Linked DNA regions of Podarcis muralis: region 2 is linked to region 1. The links are chromatin contacts, called in public Hi-C maps. All regions are on one chromosome and are shown on one strand. Each heading gives the region's core, a stretch centred on a gene start, on an enhancer-like site or on the middle of the called end of the contact. The rest is flanking DNA. Distances are from core to core; before and after follow the strand shown.

Region 1 (6,896 bases), core at 261-2,760:
CTTTCCCGCCTTTTTTATTCCTGTTCCTTTCTCACCTCTGCTCTGCTCTGCACTGTGAAGTGAGGGATTTTGACTGCCCCACTATGGGGAAGACAGACAAAGCCCTACAAGTCAGGGTTACTTCTTGGAAGAAGAAAAAACCCACAATTTGAACTTGGGACAATGCTTGGCAGTAGCTGCAGTAAGCACCTAATAAACCACCATTTCTGTAGATCCCAGAGAGGGCCCTTCTCTTGAAAGTGTGGCCTCTTCTTTTGAGTTTGACACAAGGGATATCACCCTCTGCCACCTCCTTAAGCCCCAAATTCTCTACCAATTTCATGGATGCCTCTCTCAATGTCCCAGGCGAATTGGCCATGTCCCTAGACTCATCCCAAGGCTTGATCAACTTTATGCCTAGGTCTCCTTAGAGGAAATACCTTTTAGGATGTTCACACCATTGTGAGGTGTTTAGTTTCCAAACAGGATGGGCAGTTTAATAGGCAATAACCACTATATTGGTGTGTATTTGTGAGAGAAATGTTGGGGAGGTAGGAGACATCATCAATATTTTTTAATATTTATTATATGATTCTCAGATAACTTTCTCCTATGGGGCCACATACAAATGTTAAATGATTTTAGAATTGTAGTTACATATTCATATAATAACATTTGTTTACTTCTTGATTGTATTTAAAAAACCCAACAACCACCCTCCAAGTTACAAATAGAGTGAAACAATAAAATCATCAGCTGGAACAGTTACCGGTAGTTAAAAACAGCTATTTAAAACATTAGTGATAAGCCAAACACAGATTAAAGGACATGTAAACTTTCTACATATCTGGGTAGGCTTGTCTAAACAAAAATGTTTTTAGCAGGCACAGAAAAGAGTGCAGTGAAGGCAACTGCCTGGTGTCAATAGGCAGGGAGTTCCAAAGTGTGTGTTGCCATACTAAAAGATTGACTTCTTATAAATGTGGATTGAGTATTATATACCACCTGTAAGAGTGCAAATTCCACAGACTGAAGTGGTTGAAAGAGCACATGTGAGGTAAGGTGATCTTGCAGGTAAACTGGTCCTAAGTTGTTAAGGGTTTCATATGCTAATCGTAACACCTTTAACTTGGTCCGGTAGCAAATAAGCAATCAGGTCTAAGCACAGGTGTTATATAAGGTCACACACCTATCTGCAATCATGCTGCACCAACTGCAGCTTCTGGATCAAGCACAAGGGAAGCCCCACCTGGAGTGCCCTGCAGGAATGCAGTCTTGAATTAACCAATGAATTAGCTCTCGTGGCCAGTCTTTCCCAGGCCAGGAATAGCCATCGCTGCCATATAAATTAAAGCTGCTAAATGCACTGCTAGCCACTGAGGCTATCTGGGCCTCCAGTGATGAAAGGTGGACCCAGAAGTGCACCCAGACTGCAAACTTTCTCCTTCAAGGTGAGTGCAGCCTAACTCAGGGTGGACAACGGGCCAAGTTCTCAGACAATTTTTTATCTGCAGCCTCTGATTCAGCATACTGATGGCACCTTGCCCCAGCATTCCTAATGACTGCCTCCAACAGCTTCATGTAGATAGTAAATAGCGCTAGAGATAAGATAGTGCCTCGTGGCAGTGAGGCCAAAAGCACTTTCCTAATGCAGCTCTCTGAATTCGGTCCCAGAGGTAGAACTGGAACTACTGGAACACAATTCCTATTGCCCAGAGCAGGTCCAGGAAAAGGCAATGGTCAGTGGGAACAAAAGCAGGAGAGATCAAGAAGCAGGAGGAAGGCCATGCTCCACTTGTCCTGCTCTCTGCAAAGGTCATCCATCAAGGTGACCAAGACCAACTCAGCCCCATGGCCAGGATTGCACCCTGATTGGTATGGATCTATATAATCTGTGGTATGAAAGTATCCAAAGTGCTAAGTTAATGTTCACAAGGGCTATAGAACTCTATGATGTCATACAACTGAGGCAGTTATTTCAGTTGGTACAGTTATGGCAGTTATTAACAGTTAGAGCAGCCAGTATGTTCTGCTATGCTAGGGTTGCCATACGTTCTGAATTTCCCGGACATAGCCAGGATTCGTCCGCCAAAAATGGCGTCCGAGAGGAATTTTCAAAAACTGACTAAAGACATCTGGGAAAACCTGGGCGTATGGCAGCCCATTTTGGAAGTGTTGGGGGGGGGGATAGTTTAAAAACTTATTTTTAAAAAAGATTAAAAGCTCAACAACTTTTGTATCTGGATTTTCACTTCTTAAAATATTGCAGCCCTATGTTATGCTGCTGTCCGCCTCAGAGTTAGTCCGTATTTATCTTAGATACAATTTATGTAAGATGTATTACCAACATAAGTAACACCTATCTGTATTGTATATATTTTAATCTGCAAGTGCATGTACACTAAGTAAAAGTTATGTTATTTAAACTTTAAAAGAGAGTATCTTGCGTAGTTCTTACAGGAGGGGAAAGAGAAATAATTCAAGGGTCAAACGACCCAGGCTCTCTTCCATATAGCTCTGAAATTGGGAACTAAAGTTTAATTCCAACATGATCTGTGTAAGAATGCTTGCAGCTGCCCCTCCAGCATCCTCCCCAAAAAGGGGGTATGTGATGTATCTGGTGATTATCTGGTCACTGGTGCTTATGCCAACCTTCCCTATCCAGATGTTTTGGGCTGTCACTGCCATCAGCCCTAGCCAAAAAATATAATAATTCATATCTTCTGGCTTGGATTTTGCATTCCAGGACAGCTATATTTTAATGCATTGAACAAAGGAGAATTCACTGTCCTTTTCTTCCCCAGTGGGACTAGCAGCTTCAGGCTCTTTACTTTTTGGCAGGATTGTGGCACCTGAGGAAAGATTAAACCCAACACATCACAACATCACACTCCTGATCAAGAGGAGACATGGTGGCTGGTGTGTGTGTGTGTTTGTGTGTGTGTGTGTGTGTGTGTGTGTGTGTGTGAGAGAGAGAGAGAGAGAGAGAGAGAGAGAGAGAGAGAAGTATTATACATTCATTGTTGAAATATGACTTAGTTTGGCAGTTGTGAGTCACAACACTTCAAAAACGAAGCACTGTAAATCAATGGGTCTTATTGCATAAGCCAGCTCCTCGATTTATATCTGCTGTGTCAAGAGTGTTTGTGAATGGTGCCACAGCACAGTGTCATGGAAAGCAATAGTACTTTCACCTACATAGAAGGATAATGTCAGCCATTTATACCAGCAGAGTGCAGAATGTGGGACAGGAGAATTGCTTGGTGTTCAGGACATTACCAGAAATAATGGCATTGATTCTGCAGTGGTTGAGTAACTAAGGCAGTTTAATGTTCTTTGGAGGGGGGGGGTCCAACTCTCCTTCTCTTCAAGGAGATGATTAACATGGTTGTTTGATCAGCCCTTCTGCTTTATAAGCACACCATAACCTATGCATTAAGTAGCACATTTTTAAACTATGGAATTTCTTCCTGCAAGCTGTAGTGATGGCCACCACCTTGGGTGACTTAAAAAAATTATAGAAGATAAGGCTATCAATGACCTTACTATATCTCTACTGTCAGAAGCAATATGCCTCTAAATACTAGTTGCTGAAGAGAAACGGTAGGAGTGCTGTTGCGCTATTGTGTTCATGTCCAGTTTATGGGCTTCCCATAGCCATCTGGTTAGCCACCATGAGAAAATGATGATGGACTAGATGGGCCTTCAGCCTGAACAAGCAAGGCTCTTCTGATTTTCTTTGGCACATAACTAAGAAATGGGCTCTTACATTCTTACTCCTTCAGGGCAAAGATTGTGCCATTTCTATATTCTGGACACTTTCCTGGTGTGAAATAGTGATAGCAGGTAGCCTTGCTCATGCAAACAGATTGAACTGCAAGTAGACCTACAGATTCTATTTAGTAAAATAGCACACAGAATATTCTGTGTTTGTCCTTGTGTTGTTGTAGAGTGTGTGTGTGTGTGTGTGTGTGTACGTGCACGTGCGCGCGCTTGCTGAAAGCACAAACACATGGAATATGCCAGACCCTGATCAGTCTATATGTGTTCTGTGTCCCTTTAACCTGGGATTCTCTAAGGACTATTAATCAGCGGTTCAGTGGAAGTGGTTTATCTGCAAGCTGCTGGGAAATTCATCCAAGGAGAATTTTGCCATTGATAGGATAACAAAGCCATCCTTCTTCACTTGTCCACAAAACATGAGTAATCTTTCTGTCCAGTTCAACTCATCTAGTTACTCATTGCTGTTAAATAAAACCCAACAGTATACCTCTCCAATAGACGTCTGTTGTGCCCGCCCAAACATTCTATGTTTACAGTGGGTTTGTATGCATTTGACTAATGCACTGATATGATCCTCCTGCATACTTCCGCTACATCTCTTGCATAAGTAATACATTGGCATAGCTCTGCCATTTGTCAGCCAGCAGTCTGCGAACACATTTGCTCGTCAATCTAATTTTAACCTTTTCTCACACAAGCACTTGTAAATCAACCAGGCATTCTGTCGTTCCCTACTCCCTGCTCTTTGTGGTAGTCTCCTTTATTTATTTTTATTTTTCATTTAATGTGCTTTATAAAACATTTTCCTTCTAGCCGGCAGGAAGAAAATTAAATGGGGCCTTTCTCTTTACTTCTAGAATGCTGATATGAGAATGCTGGGAACCTGTTCATTCCTAGGCCAAGGATAAATGATATGTCTGCTGAAAACGATTGATAATGGACCCAGCTAATGTAATTCGGCACTTTCCAAAATGAAAGACCTGCCCACCTTGAAAGGTAAGCCCTTTGATAAATGCATGGCTAATAAACTCACAGTACAGATGCCTAGATCCATTCTTGTCCTGTTGATCCCCCCCCCCCCCCCGGGGTCACTGGGGCTGAATCCATCAATGTATTTATAAATAATCCCTTTTTTTTGGTTTATTTTAGTCCAGAGCACATTCTTGGCATAACTGAAATGAAAGGGAGCTTGGCTCATATATTTTGGTGAAACAAAAGTCACTGTTAATATGGTTTTCTTCATGTGTGCTTTTAATGCCAATTTCCCAAGAATGTTACAGTCTGGTATATGTAGAACTGCATTTGGCTTCTGTGAATGGTTTTCTTCAGCTGCTCCTGGTCTTGGATAGTGGTATGCTTTTTAAATCAGAGAGTAGGGTGTTTGAAAGTTTAAAATACCAAAGTGGTGGTGTCTTGAGTCTATAATTCCATTCTGTTTTGTGGCACCTTAAAGACTAGCAAATTTATTATGGCATACATTTTGTGAGCTAGAATCTGCTTCATCAGATTCTGTGTACCTGGTGAAGCATACTCTAGTAAAACAAAAAAAAGCTTATACCATAAAAAGGTGTTAGTCATTAATGTCCCTCAATATTTTGTTGTTTTTCCTTTATCAAAAAAAACAAAACTTTGACTCTGACAAATCATTTGATTTGTTTCTCCAAGATTGATGTAATCAAATTATTTTGTTTTGATTAATGAAATGTCAGGGGAAATTTGGGTACAATCCTAAAACATCTTAAATGCACCTAAGTCCTATAAAATTCAGTGCAAATTATGCACATGGTTAAAACACTTCATTCTCAGATTTCAGTGTACCTAACTTTCTCTAGATTTCACCATTATAAAGCTACATTCAAACCAACTACATTCAAACCAATAATTTATTGCTTGAAAAGTATCTTAAAACAATGCTCAAATTCTCAACAGATTCAGTCCCACTCAATATTTTCCTTTTCCTTTTAACCTGCACCTTTGGGGCACTCAGCGCTAACTTACAATTCATCAAAACAAAATGCTTACACTGACGTATTCAGATCCAATAAACAAGTTGAAAATTATGGTGCCTGACAAACCTTTAGCAAACATTTTAGTTAGTCTTACATAGCAAAGAGCTCAAGCAGTACTCTTCTTAGAATATGGTCTTGTTTAAAATCACCTTTCCCAGCAAATGAGGTTGGGAAGTTTCCTCAACCAACCTAGTTCATCTTCTGCATCACTGACACAATCTAACCATACCAATAAACACTCTAAACTCCAGACATATGTACCTACACCATACACACACACACACACACACGCAAACCCTTCAGAAGCAGCAGTCACACATTAAATCAATGAGAGAGCAGGGATGTCTCCCTAGCCTTGCCTGCTAAGTTGCTGGTTCTGGCTTGCTCTGTCCCTGGAAATAAATTCAAGTGTGCAGCACAAATGCAGGCAGCAAGGAAGCCTTCATGCATGATTAAGATAAGGTTACCAGACGTCCCCATTTCCCAGAGACAGCCCCTGGATTTACAAATCAGTCCCCTGACAAAATCCACCTACTTAGTAGGAAGTTGAAAAGTGTCCCCGGCTTCATTGAAAAAAATCTGGTAACCTTAGGTTAAAATGCTTAAGATTTTAACATGTAGATCATAATGTGTAATGAGATCACATTTCCTTTTTTATGCATACACATGTCCACTCGCTACATGTGGTTATCTACATAGCATGTTACACATTTTCTCATGATAAAGTTCTTTCAGTCTAGGGAGATGTTGTCTAAGATGGTCCACAGACTCCAGAAAGAAATCCGCACTCGAGAAACACAAGTTCTATACACAGATGTGCTACCTGAAAATATTCTCTGCCTCCACAAAATGTTACCTCTGCTGCTTCTTCCACACACATTGAAGTAGCACTTCATTTTCACACACACACACACACACACACACACACACACACACACACACACACATACACATACACACAACACTACGCAAATTATCTCACTAAGGTGGTTTTGATAATATATATGATAAGGAACTGGTCTCGCTACCCTGATCTTTTTATACAGAGTGTAATATAAATCTAAATAACCAAATAAGAATAATCTACTTGGTATGTGAACTTTCAGCTTGTGATATGGATGTATT
Region 2 (6,075 bases), core at 2,757-5,256, 130 kb before region 1:
AAATTTATTACAGCATAATGTTCTGTGGATCTGAGTTTCCTTCAAATGAAATGGCAGGTACCGGTATATGTATTCATTGGTGTAGACTCCACCGCAGAGGAAAAATAATTGTAAAAGGTAGTGTTTGGTGGCAATGAAATGGGGGGGAAGCATAACTCTTTGTTTCTTGCTTAACTGTTTCTTGAGGAAGCAGTAGAGATCCCATCATTAAACATGGATTACTTTATAAGGCCTTGTCAAGAAGAGGAAAACATCACTGTTAAGGAAAGGGAAGACGGTGTTCCGGTGACACTATAAAATGGATTGATAAGGACAGCCTTGTCTGGCTTCAAGTTTACAATGACTACAACATTGTAGATAGAGACAGTGCACACATTACTGTTAACACCGGCTCCCACTGCTGGTGTTTGAAGCCGAGTACGCGTGATGTTAGCCACAATCCATTTGTATCTTGTAGATTCCTAAGAAATACTGCTGATTGATACGTTTCCCCACAAACCAGCTTCCATCCAATTTGAAAACATAAGATGCAGTTAAGGTGGGGTGTGTACATTTAAAGCAGCTGTGTAAAAGATGCTTTCACTGAATAGGGGTTTGGGGATGCAAACTCCGGCCCTCCAGATGTTTGGGACTAACAGGACCAGTGGTCAGGGATGATGGGAATTGTAGTCTCAAACATCTGGAGGGCTGGAGTTTCCCTATGCCTGCTCTATTGCAAGCATAGAGAAACAGGTGATGTGCATCAGGTGAAAACATCCCTGACTCTCCCTGGTGCATACAGCAGTATAAAAATGTGTCTTGAAATGCAATAAGACACTCCCCCCTCTCTCACTCTCTCACACATATACATACACACGCACAAAGCACCTTACTATGTTTTAAGCCAGTGATGTGTAGATAGCCTACAATTCAGCTGAAATTATATTAAGTGGTAAAAGGGATTGTGTTTGGTTTTGACTACCTAACATTGAATTTTGGCAGGTTTTACAGGAAGCATATCTGCTTTATTATATTAAACACTATAACATTTTCTTCTTCAGAAAGAGAGAAAGATATTCTGACCTTGCAAAGTCTAACCCTTTCTAATTCTAAAGATGCTTCATGCCCTCCACATATTTCTCCATGAAGTTCCATGGAACCCGTTCAGACATAGCACTGTACATCTGCTGACCTTTGTAAATGCCAGCCATAGAGACATGCTGTTCTAATGCTGTGAGTGTGAAGATCATGGTGAGGATGTGGGGGATGGATCATTGTTGCTACTTAACAAGAATCCTTAATAAAGCACATCTGAATACATGAGTGAAAGCATTCTGCATACACTACTATACTACATTTCGCCAGGAGAAAACTGGTTGATTATAGCAAAAATCAAACAAAATTTACAGATGGCCCATAGAAGTAAAAGACTTGGAAATCAACCATTAAAACTATACATACATACATACATACATACATTGCTGCACAAGCAAAGGAACCCATCTTTTCAATTACCGGTATATGCTTGCTTCTGCTTATCAACAAAAACAAAGTTGCTGTTTGTCTAATTAGTAATCAATACCATAAACTAGGCACCAGATATTGTGACTTATTTTCCTCATAAATATGAAAAATCTACAAGCAGTGAGCTAAATCAGGTATTCCACCCCCATATAATACAACCACAAAACTTCAAATTAAATACAATATTTAAGTGTCCTGCCAAAACTGCAGAGGGCAGCTGCTGAAGACATAAACCTGGCCAGTTATCCAAGCTCTGATAGCATTGCATTTGAGCTACTGAACAGTGTTGTACGTACATGGGGCTGCCTTGAGTGAGTGGACATTATGTATCTCATCAGTCTTAAAACAGCTGATTTTGACATTCACATTACAGTCCTATAACATCCTTACTCAGCAGCAATCTCATTGAGTTCAGTATGTCTTTCTTCCATGAAAAGGGATATAGGACTGCAGCCTCAAAATTTATAAGACTTGGAGTGAGACCTAAATTTCTTATGGAAGCCTTTATTCAATATGAGCATCCCACATAAGATTTTCCTCAAATGTCTCTTTCTGAGTTCCACTATTCTCTGAGACCAGGCAGGTAGTGATCAGAGAGGGCCTTTCCAGTGGTGGCACCTCACTGTGAAATTTTCTTCTCGGGGAGTTTTGCCTAGTGTCAAGTCATGTTTTGTTCGCATAAGCATTTGCACTCACCTCTGAACACTGGAAACAGAAGCCCTCATTTTTCAGTTGCATTTATTACTATTGCTATTATTATTTATTGTGTTTATATACTGCCCTCCATCTGAAGATTTCCTTCCTGCATTTTAATGCTTTGCTATGTATATGATGTATTTCATAGAATCACAGAGTTGGAAGGGAGCCTGAGGAGCATCCAGTCCCAACTCCTTGCAATGCAGGAACATGCAGATGTCCCTTACAGGGATCAAACCTGCAACCCTGGCTTTCTCAGCACCATGTTCTAACTATGTTTCCATATATATCGTTGAACACCACCTCAAGGGTTGAAGTTGATCACAACTTAGAAATGTTGTTAATAGCAGTAATAAATATGAAGCACATTCTAAATCATCATATTTGTAATTTTTCTCCAAAGACTCCAGAAGTCAGATTCTGTACATCGAAGTTAAGATGTAATGGGAGCTTGTTCTCATGTAAGTGTGCATAGGACTGCAGCCTAAATGTGCCTGCATTTCCCTGCCTCTTTAGTTGTGGTACCAAAAATGTTGATGATGTGTCAGTCCAGGCTTCTCTGTTGTTGAGAAGAAGAACGCTATTAAATCCAATGTTAATTTTTAAGACGACCCAGAAACATTTGTTTCTATGCTGCGTGGCATACTTCATTATGAATTGCTCTTTCCTTTACTCTTTCCAAGTGACAACTGCTGTTGCTATAACAGGTGATTATTAGGTGAAGAGGATCAACCCTGAAACAAGGAATTGCACAGAGAAGCTAACTCAGCATGAGTTCTGGAAGCCAGAAATGGGAAGAACTGGAAAACTGAATGGGAGAAACAAGCTGCCAAGAGTCAAGGACAGAATTATGAACAACCTCTGCTCCTATCATGCTTGTACTGCATTTTATATATATACTTAATGGTACAATGTCAGATGTAGTCTAGATAGACACAAATGTATCCAGGAGCAAGTTAAATGAGGGTAGAAAGTCAACTATGTTACAGAATGGAGACTATGACACCCTTCCATTCCTTCAGAATTTCGCTTGGGAAATGAGCTGCAAGAATGAGCATTATATAACCCACCGAAACGGGGTGTGTTTTTTTTGGGGGGGGGGTTCCCCTCCTGCTCTGTGATGCCTTTCTTGATAATGTACAGTCGAGGCACCCCTGTGTGTGTGTGTTCCTGAAAAACCAAACTAAAACAAAACCAAACAAAATAAACTTTCAAAAAAACAGTCAAGTGGCCCCTAGCAGCTTAGGGAACGTGCTCTGCAAGGAACAATGCGAGGCTCGTTCAATTCTCCAAAAATGGCCCGGGGAGGCAGCTGAGCATCTATAGCGAGCAGCCAGGAATCCCGGGAGGCAGGTGCTCTCCTTTCCTCTCCTTTCTTTGAGTTCTCGCTTTCCAACGTCCAGCAGCCGGAGAGCACCGGGCGCCAACGCTGCCGGGCCCCTTCGAAGCAACCCTGAGTGGGTCGGCTCCCGCCGCTTGCTGGCCCGGCTGCCTCTCGGAGCTCCCCTCACGACGACCGGCTGGACGCTACTCCGGAGCGCTCGCCGCGCGCGCTTCCCCCAAGTCAGTAGTACTGGAAGCCCGTCCCACCCTCGGCGGGACTAAGCGCCGCCCACCTTGCCCTCCCCGCGCGCCTCTCTTCTCTTCCACCCCCACCCTCTCTCTCTTTCACCCCGGCCCTTTCCTTTCCACCCCTTGGCATTGCCACACAGCGGGCACGACACCCTCGGCTTTCCAGTCAGCGACACACACACACACACACACACACACACACACACACACACACACACACACACACACACACCCCACTTCGCGCGCCCGCGCGCAGGACTCTTCCCAACCGGCCGGGCGCTGGTGGTGGTAGCGCCGTCTGTTCCCTGGTCGTGCCTGGGCTGCTGAGGCGAGTGAGCGAGCGAGAGAGAGAGAGAGGCGACTCCCGGCCCTCGCGCGCGCGCGCGCCCTCCCCCCTCGCGCATACACACACGCGCGCGCGCGCGAGTGTGAGGGAGAAGAAGAGAGCGCTCTGGTGTCGTCCTCGGTGCCCTCTGCAGCCTCTTTCTTGCCGCCGCCGCCGCCGCCGCTGACGCCTTTCAGGGCAGCAGGAGGAGGAAGGTCTGGGCTCAGCCGAGGAAGGAGGAGCCCCGCAGCCACCGCCGCCAGGAAGAAAGAAGCCGAGCCAGGGACATTTAGTGGGAGAGCGCGCGCGCAAGGGAGAGCGAGAGAGCGATCCTCTCTCCCCCCCCTCCCGCGCCTTCCTTTCTCCGTCTCCTTCTCTCCCCCCCCCCCCACTTCCCCTCCCCTTGTCAAGTGCCCTCCCTCATCCCTGCGCTGCGGGCTCCCTTATTCCAGCTTCATGGGCAAAGTGTGGAAACAGCAGATGTACCCCCAGTACACCACCTACTACTACCCCCAGTATCTGCAGGCTAAGGTACAGTACTGCCGCCGGGCTGTTCTCTCTCTCTCCCTCCTCCGCCTTCTTCTTCTTCTTTTTCCCTTGCCAGGGAAGGGCACAGGGGGGCGGCAGGGCAGGGCTGGGCTGCAGTTTTGCAGGCTTGCTAACTATAGCCGGGAAGGAGGAGGGAGGGAGGGAGGGAGGGAGGGGGCGCTCTGGGGGAAGGGGGAGGGGGAAGGCTCTTGGGGATGGCATCAGGTTACAGTCACACACATACAGGAAAGAGCCTGCAGCCCCTTTCCTGGCTCTGCCTCTCCTCTGCTCCCTCTCAGGATATATATATATGAGTCTGAAGCTGGCTCGGTCACTGAACTGCAAGAGCTGCCTCTCTGTGCCCATCTCTTGCCTTGCTGCCATCTCCCAGGCTTCCCTCCTTTCTCATGTCTATCAGCCACTCTTGACCCTTCTCCTCCTCTGTTTTCTCCTTGTCTTCAGCTGTCTTCCCTCTCCCCTCCTCTTCACCCCTCCCCTTTTCCTCACGCTGCCTTCCTTCATCCAGAGAACATTCCTTCTTCTTTTCTTTTTCTTTTCTTTTCTTTTCCTTTTCTTTTCTGCCTCCTTCTGAGATGTATCCTCAGCTGACAACGCTCTTTTCTCCCCTTCCACAATGCTAAATAGAGATCAGTGCAGAGATGGGCATTTCGCTGCCCCTGGGCTTTAGGGCTTCCCTTGGGGATTTAAGTCAAGCCTTCCCCATTTCCGCTCCTTCCATCTCTGTTCTGTGCAGTAACAAAATGGGATCAAGTTTAGCCAGCCCTCATCCACATTCAGTTGCCTTTCCCCCTTGTTATAAGTGCATTGTAACTTGCAACTGACCTTAAAGATACTTTCAAGTCTGGAAACAGCTGGATTGCAACAGAAAACCCTTTTTAAAATGACGGTGATGGTGTGCATTTGAAAGTTTGCTTTCAGAAATTTAAACTGTTAGCCAGACTGTTTAAAATGAAATCGGTTGTCAGTAGCTGTGGTTTACATTTTAATGAAGCTCAGATTTAACTCTCATTTATCTCTCATCACTGGATGATGAGAGTCAGAGGAATCTCTTTCAGTGAAAGTACAGCACTCGAAGCTAGTTTGATTGCAGACGGATTTGTTGTTTGCTGTTTTGTTTTGTTTTTCTGTTCAAGTGCATTTGACATCTCTTGTTATGCTCATGTCTGTGACTATGGATGCCTGTGGAATCCCTAAGGCCAGTCGGTACATCATGCTGCAAACTGGCAAATTCAGGGCTGGTTGCATCAACTGTCTGGAATATTTGGCATCCCAAATGTTCTCCAGCTACCAGCATTGCGCACAATACACAAATTGTATCATATGTGAACTTTGACAATCATTATACAGTAATGGATTTCTAGCTAACACACCATCCAAAATGCAACCGTCCAAAATGTGATAAATGTGAAAATTCAATTGTGAACATTGAC

The links. A called contact is a pair of places that touch in the nucleus more often than the background predicts.
Region 2: a contact with region 1 is called in a Hi-C map of tail, with 2.9 times the contacts expected there. The contact joins the promoter of RBMS1 here to the promoter of ITGB6 in region 1. A contact is called at or near these places in 2 of 3 Hi-C or Micro-C datasets (blood and tail).

The regions. Positions count from the first base shown.
Region 1 is chr1:106,025,969-106,032,864 of rPodMur119.hap1.1, reverse strand. It overlaps ITGB6 (integrin subunit beta 6), which reads left to right and starts at 1,510. Exons shown (of 18, transcript XM_077936610.1): 1 at 1,510-1,854; 2 at 4,620-4,758.
Region 2 is chr1:106,158,463-106,164,537 of rPodMur119.hap1.1, reverse strand. RBMS1 (RNA binding motif single stranded interacting protein 1) reads left to right here and starts at 4,006. Exons shown (of 14, transcript XM_077936619.1): 1 at 4,006-4,627. The coding sequence starts at 4,553. All of the region lies in intron 1 of LOC144329282 (a long non-coding RNA gene), which reads right to left.